Regions from separate parts of the Mus musculus genome. Here region 2 is linked to region 1. Evidence: chromatin contacts called from public HiChIP or PLAC-seq data. All regions are on one chromosome and are shown on one strand. The core of a region is the stretch at or near the end of the contact, and the rest is flanking DNA. Distances in the headings are between cores, read along the strand shown. Region 1 overlaps Erc2 (ELKS/RAB6-interacting/CAST family member 2). Region 2 has its middle 18 kb from the start of Selenok.

Region 1 (3,560 bases), core at 755-3,254:
AACTCTGATTTCTAAAAGGCCTGTAGAACATGTCTTGGGCACCCAACTCCTCTTTCCCTTTCATGTTGTCTTAGTTACTTTTCCATTGGTGTGACAAAATACCATGACCGAGGCAACTCAAGACAGAAATCATGGGAGCTCAAGGTTCCAGAGGGTTAGAGTCCATGACCACCATGGCAGAAAGAGAGAAATGGGGCTGGAACGTAACCTGTGGATACGACAACTATGAGTCAGACAGAGAGCTAATTGGGAATGTGATGGGCTTTTAAAGTCTCTCACTAGTGACACACTTCCTTTGACAAGGCCTCAACTCCTAGTATTTCCTCAGCAGTCTACCATTTCCCAGCGACCTATATGGCCCCTTCAGTTTTTTCATCAAGAGGGAACAAAAACCACACCTATCTAGTGATGCTATCACAAGTAACAAATGAGTCAATATATATGGCTGGCATGTAGCAAGTTATCAATAAGTGTTAGGTCTTACTATTATTCTATTCAAATACCTATTTAGCTATTAAGAAATAATGCTATGAAGTCAGGACCCTGGCCAGGCTTAGGAAAAAGTGACAGACATGTTAGTAGGGCTTAGCTGTAGAATGAATGACAGGTCCCATTTCTTAGTTTCTTGTGAGGCTCTAGTCAACCCCTTGTCCCCCTTAATCACTCCTTGTTGCTGCCCCGAAAGGAGTATCTAGTATTCCTTCCCAAATACAGAGACATTTATCAGGATATGCAGGATAAGATCGTCATGGTGCAGGTAGCTCACAACTGTTCTCTACGCCCCCATCCTTTTGCATGGAGCCCCAACAGGACAAGCCAGATCCAAGATTCCATCTTCCTTCATTCCAGTAGCAACAGTGCTTCCCCAGGAAGCACACCTATCACCCCACTTTCTAGCCTCAGAGGACAGGGCCCTACCAACCCTCCTCTACCCACACATTTCTGGGATCAGTATGGTAAGACACCAAAGCCACCATCCCTCTTTATCCCCAAGTTCTCTCTGAGTGTGGAGACTACAGGGTTTCCAACAGAACAGATATTACCACCGTGGGATCAGGGTAGATGTGGAAGCAAGTTCTCACACCCAACTGAAGAATCTTGCGTAGAGGCAGGCATAAGTGTACATCAACACATACATCAACACAGTCAGATCCCATCTGCCCTTTGACCTCTTTAACTGTATATTCTCCTGCACAGGCACTGAGGAGGGGAGAAGGGAACAATAGAATTCAGTCACCAACAACCTATGTAAACCCCTAACAAACAGATTCTTCTTCTTTTTTTTGTTTTTTTGTTTTTTTGTTTTTTTGAGACAGGGTTTCTCTGTGTAGCCTTGGTTGTCCTGGAACTCACTTTGTAGACCAGGCTGGCCTCAAACTCAGAAATCCACCTGCCTTTGCCTCCCAAGTGCTGGGATTAAAGGCATGCACCACCACACCCGGCCTTAGATTACTTTCTGATGGAAATGTGTACAATAAACTACACTGTGGTCAAAGAATAATGCTCCTTATAAAGTAAGCAAGCACCTTCCACTGCAGAGACATTTCTAACAGACTTCTTCTAAATGGGATTCAGACTTGAGAATGGCAAGGAACTGCCTTGGGAAATCCTTCCTCCAAGACAATTAACTGTCACTTATAGTGGTTAGCCTGCTCAAGTCGTAACATTGAGCTTAAACACATACAGAGATAAGTAGACACACACACGTGCAAACATTGCATGGTCACATGTACCCAACATGAAACTGGAAGCAGCCGCTGGGATGAAGCTAAGTACCATTGAAATGAGCAATGTCCTTAGAAGAGGCAGGCCCGGGATGCTGAGCTCATTGCAGCTGTATCTGCCTGTGCTTTGCTAGGAAGTTCAAGAGTCACAAACAGCTGTACAGATTCCAGTCATCAGTAAAACAAAGGCAGTTAACTTCCCTCTTGCAAAGCAAGCTCTGCACAGAAGGCATCTGCCTTCTTAGCATAAGAAGGTGGCACCTTTGTCTACACTGAATTCTTAATATGAGCTATCTCTCCCTTGGCTCTCCAGCCTTTTATCCTTCTCACTCCCAGCCAGGCACCAGCCAGGAACCACCCGCCAGGATCATGTCTCAGCTTCTTAGAATTAACCAATACCTGGTATGCCTTACTCATCTCTGATCCCATTCTTCAGACCTGCATGAGTGGCTCCTAAACTCTGTGAGACCAAAGAGTCCTTAAGCTGCTATTGCACACACATACGTGTGGAGTCAGGGTTCTTACTCCAGACTGTGCGAGCACATCATTATCTAGGTTGGTATCAGGATCAGCTCTGAACCCAGTGACAGCACACCTCAGTGACAGAGATCCGAACATCTGCAGCTGTGGCATCCTATACGAATTCCCAGAATCCACTTGGCTCACCTCCCACCTCCCACTGCTACCTGCGAGCGGCTATGTCACTATCCAAATAAAAGGCAGACTCCTCTGACCTCTCTCCCACCCCTTCTTGGTGGCCACCTTTGCTCTTTTCCCCCACAATAAACCTCTGCCACATGGAACTGCTTTGGCCTGGTGTGGTCTGTCCTGATGCAAGCCATGATTCTAACACAGTCTATATCTTACCAACTCTTGGATTCAGAAATGTTCTTATTTCACCTTAAATCTAAAACTATGTATGTCAACCAAGGGATGAACTACAGGAACCCAGAGAGATTATGTCCTACCTAAGGGAGGTCCCACCTACTAGACTCAAAACAATAATCTCTTGTCCATATTCAAGAAAATCAGGCTGTTAGAGAGATGACTCAGTGGTCACGAGCACTGACTGATCTTATAGAAGACCAGGGTTCAGTTCCTAGTACACACATGGCAGCCCACAACAATCTATAAGTCTACTTTCAGGGACTCAAAGGCCCTTTCTGGCTTCCACAGGGACCAGGAACACATATATACATACATGCAGGCAAAACACTCATACTCATAAATTAAAAATAAAACAATCTTCTCTTAAAAAGGAATAAAGGAAAACCCTAAACCTTGACTTTTTGCATGGTATTAACCTTTTAGATCTAGGCCTCATAGTCTAATGAAATTTAAAAGGCATTAGCGGTGTGCACAGTTTTGTATTTCATTTAATAGCTATTTACTAAGCAAATGTTATATTCAGAATTGGTATTTTAATGAAGGGATGGATAGGCGATGGATGGATAGAGGGAGGAAGGGAAGGAGGGAGGAACAGTAGGAGGGATGGACATATGGATACATAATTAAATACTGAAGGAGAAAGCAAAATATGATCCATAAATTAACAAAATACTCCTTAGAAAAAAGGGAGAGACAGCATTTAACCCATTAATACAACTGTCATTTGCCTTGTTAAAATCATTTATTTGCAGTTGGGGAGTGTCTCACAGAGTCTATAAGTTGACAATGAAGTAGAGACAGGCATTTAATCTAAGCCAAGGGTGTCTGCCCTTTCATAAAGTCATGAGAAGGGACCATGCGGGTCTGGAATCCACAGGTAAAACCTATTCTGGGTTACTTAAAAACAACCTTTTCCCCTCTCTGCTCTCTCGGGAGCATGGAATATAT
Region 2 (3,855 bases), core at 130-2,629, 2.3 Mb before region 1:
AGAGGGATCACAGTGGTTAAGAGATCTGGCTGCTTTTCCAGAGGATCTAGGTTCAACCCAAAGCACCCGCATGGCAGCTCACAACTGTCTAGGAGTCCAGTTCTAGCACATCCAACTCCTCTTCTGGCCTCCATGGGCATGGCATGCAAGTGATGCATTGACATACCCGCCAACAAAACACCTGTACTAATAAACAAATTTAAACGAACAAGCTACACAGATGGCTGTGGCCAATAAGCACAGGACTATTCTCAGTATCACTGGTGACAATGAAAATGCAAATCTAAACCGTGGCAAGACAGCAGTTCTTCCTCAAATAGAGACTGCAATAACAAGAGGGACAAAAGCGAGCGCTGGCACAGAGTTAGGACATTTTATCCCCAGCCGGGGCTGCAACAGTTTTAAAATTATTTGTCATGGCTGTATTGTATCCAATCCCATAAATGAATGAATGAATTATTCACTTGTGGGGACAGGGTTTCAGGATGTAGTCCAAGAAGTCTCTAAGTCTCAATCCTCCTGCCTCTGTTCCTGAGTTTCTGGGACTAGAGGTGTGTGCCACCAACCCCATAAATTCATATGCTGTAGTTATAAGTCCCAGTGTAGAGAGACTGGAGAAGCCTATGCCAAGACAGACATATGAACACAGCATTGAAGTTCTTTAAAAAATAAGATTATATGTACATGTTTGTGTGTTTATATAGACATAGATAATACCATAAAAGATTGACATATGAAAAAAAGCCAGTTTACAGAGAAACCCTGGAAAGCTCCCCATCCTGGGGCTTCATCTATCAGTGTGATCCTTTGCCTTGGGACACAAGAGCCTTGATACTTCACCAGGAAGCTGGGTTTCAGACCTGTGCTTATTGCACCATCTCGAAATGTGACCATATACGGAGACAACATTTTTACTAAGTTAGAAGTCATTAAGGTAAAATCATTAGGGTGAGGTTTTAACGCTGTTATTACTGTCCCGATGAAAGAGGAGATTCGGACAGAGACATGTGTAGAGGAAGACAGTTCAAAGCAACACAGTGATAAACAGCCAGGTATAGGCCAAGGGGAGAGCCTGGGATGGATTCTTTCCTTGGGGAACCAACTCTGCCTCAACCTTGACTCTACCTAGCCTTGGGACTGTGAAACAATGAAATTCTGATAATCCATCTGGTTAGTGTGACATCTGTTACAGCAGCCGTAAGCAGATCAGCTCATCATTCCTATAGCTTTTAAATAAGCTAGCTGACTCTTTTAGCTAAGTTATAGAAATGGGAAGTATGGTGGTTTAAATAAGAATGGAGCCTCTAAGCTCAGAGGTTTGAATGCTTAGTCATCAGGGAGTGGTACTACTTAGATTAGGAGGTGCGTCGTGGTGGGTCTGGCCTTGTGGGAGGAAGTGTGCCACTGCAGGCCCTGTGCTTTTCTCTTCCTGCTGCCTGGGGATCTGGATGTAGAGCTCTCAGCTCCTTCTCCAGCACCAAGTTGGCCTGTACGTGTTTCCCACCATGAGGATAATGAACTAAACCTCTGAAACTGTAAGCCAGCCCCAATTAAATGCCTTTCTTTGTAAGAATTGCTATGGTCACGGTGTCCCTTCACAGCAATAGAACCCTGGCTAAACCAGGAAGATTTTGTGACTATTTTTACTTTGGCACACTCACAGGAGCTTTTACAGGTTATTTAAGTGGAATTCTGATTCCACGGGCTGAGGAACAAACATTACACTTGCCTCTTTTCTTCCTGTTATCCAGAGTGAGTCCTGAGAGCAAAGCTCTCAGCTAGGCTTTCCTTTTCAAAGCGCTTGCTGAAAGGAAGCAAGCCTTTGCCAGGCTTATGAAGAGTTTCAAGGCATTTGTGCTTCGGGGTTCTCAGCAGAACACCTGCAGCAGGGAGGCCTTGCAGGCTGATTGGATGCTGAACACTGACTGAGACTGAAAAAGGCCTGATTTGAAAGGAAATGGATACCATCAATCCTTAGTAGAATATCAAAAGTTGTAGGATACAGTGCTCATCAACAACTTCCCAGGAAACCAACACAGAAAGAATGCCTGCTGAATTTTGATCATCTTTACAAATCTGCTATGGAATCACTTGATTTTTTTTAAAAATATTTACTTATTTGCATTCCAAATATTGCCCCTCTTCTCAGTCCCCCTCCCAGAGTTCTTCACCCCCTCCCCTTTGTCTCTGAGAGGGTATTCCCCCATCCATTGACCCACCACCCACTCAGCCCCTCCCCTTCTCCCCCAGTATATCCCTTCCCTGGAACATTAGGTCTCTACAGGTTTAGGCTCATCCTCTCCCACTGAGGCCAGACAAGGCAGTCTTCTGCTACACAAGTGCCTGGGGTGATGGACCCCCCCATGTATGCTCTTTGGTTAGTAGATGTGATGGTTTGTATATCCTTGGACCAGGGAGTGGCACCATCTGAAGGTGTGGCCTTGTTGGAATAGGTGTGACCTGGTTGGAATGGGTGTGTCGCTGTGGGTGTGGGTATAAGATCCTCACCCTAGTTGCCTGGAAATCAGTCTTCCACTAGCAGCCTTTGGATGAAGACATAGAACTCTCAGCTCCTCCTGAGCCATGCCTGCCTGGATACTGCCATGCTCCCACCTTGATGATAATGGACTGAACCTCTGAACCTGTAAGCCAGCCCCAATTAAATGTTGTTTTTATAAGACTTGCCTTGGTCATGGTGTCTGTTCACAGCAGTAAAACCCTAACTAAGACAGTAGTTTAGTCTCTGAGAGTTCTCATGGGTCCACTTAGTTGACACTGTTGGTCTTTCTACAGGGTTGCCATCCCCTCAGCTCCTTCAACTCTTCCATAGGGGTCCCGACTTCAGTCTAATGGTTGGCTGTAAGTATCTGCATCTGTCTCAGCTGCTGGTAGAGCTTCTCAGAGGACAGCCATGCGAGGCTCTTGTCTGCAAGCACAATATGACATCAGTAATGATGTCAGGGATTGGTGCCTGCACATGGGACAGTCACTGGATGACCTTTCCTGAAGGAAAAGAAATGTTCTTTTAGACAGGAACAATTCTGGATCAAAAATTTTGAACGGAGGTTGGTGACTCCATCCCTCTACTGGGAGCCCACATCATTTGATTTTTGAAAATGTTTTCTTACATTTCATGGCCTGTGTGATAATTTATGTAGACAAAATGCAGCCTTCCAGCTTCCAGTCTGTGGGTCTCACTATTTTTGGGTTGCTGTTAAGTTGTGTGTTTGTGTGTGGGTGTGTATTTGTGTATGTGTTAGAGAGAGAGACAGAGAAGGGAGGGAAGGAGGGAGAGACAGGGGAAGAAAGGGGGGAAGAGAGAGACAGGGAGGGGGAGGGAGGGGGAGGGAGGGAGAGGGAGAGGGAGAGAGAGAGAGAGAGAGAGAGAGAGAGAGAGAGAGAGAGAGAGAGAGAGAGAGGGAGAGAGAGAGAGGGAGAGAGAACATAATAGTAGAATCGCACTCAGGTTTGGAAGAAATCAGTTGACCACCACTCATAATAGAAACTGAATCACCTGGGAAAGGCCTTTGAGCGCATCTGTGAGAGATCATCATGGTTATGTTGACTGATGCAGGAAGACCCAGCTTAATTGGGAGAGAAGCTGTTGTCTGAACAGAGAGAGGATCCTGGACTGTGCAAAGGAGAGAGGGAGCAGTGTGCCTGTGTTCCTTGTGATCTGACTGTGGCTGTGCTGTGAGCAGCTGCCTTAAGCGCCCGCTGTCGTGACATCTCTGCTGTGATAGATTACCTTGAACTGCGAGCCAAAATGAGCTGGATTTTCTTCAGGTGCTCTCGCCAGGCCTTTTCTCCTTTTTAAATCACAGTGACAGGAAAGCAATCAAGACACTGCTGATG

Evidence for each region. HiChIP or PLAC-seq counts read pairs in DNA pulled down with a chosen protein or histone mark.
Region 2: a contact with region 1 is called in an H3K27ac HiChIP or PLAC-seq map of embryonic stem cells, with 9 times the contacts expected there. The contact joins two enhancer-like sites.

The regions. Positions count from the first base shown.
Region 1 is chr14:27,668,520-27,672,079 of GRCm38.p6, reverse strand. All of the region lies in intron 2 of Erc2 (ELKS/RAB6-interacting/CAST family member 2), which reads right to left. Among named protein-coding and RNA genes, the nearest start is that of Erc2, 48 kb to the right of the region's middle. Within about 2 kb of position 2,004, at least 7 of the 459 cell types and tissues checked have an H3K27ac peak or open chromatin away from gene starts, as enhancers often do. A contact at or near this core is called in embryonic stem cells, where this site is marked.
Region 2 is chr14:29,948,520-29,952,374 of GRCm38.p6, reverse strand. No RefSeq gene overlaps it. Among named protein-coding and RNA genes, the nearest start is that of Selenok, 18 kb to the left of the region's middle. Within about 2 kb of position 1,379, at least 35 of the 459 cell types and tissues checked have an H3K27ac peak or open chromatin away from gene starts, as enhancers often do. A contact at or near this core is called in embryonic stem cells, where this site is marked.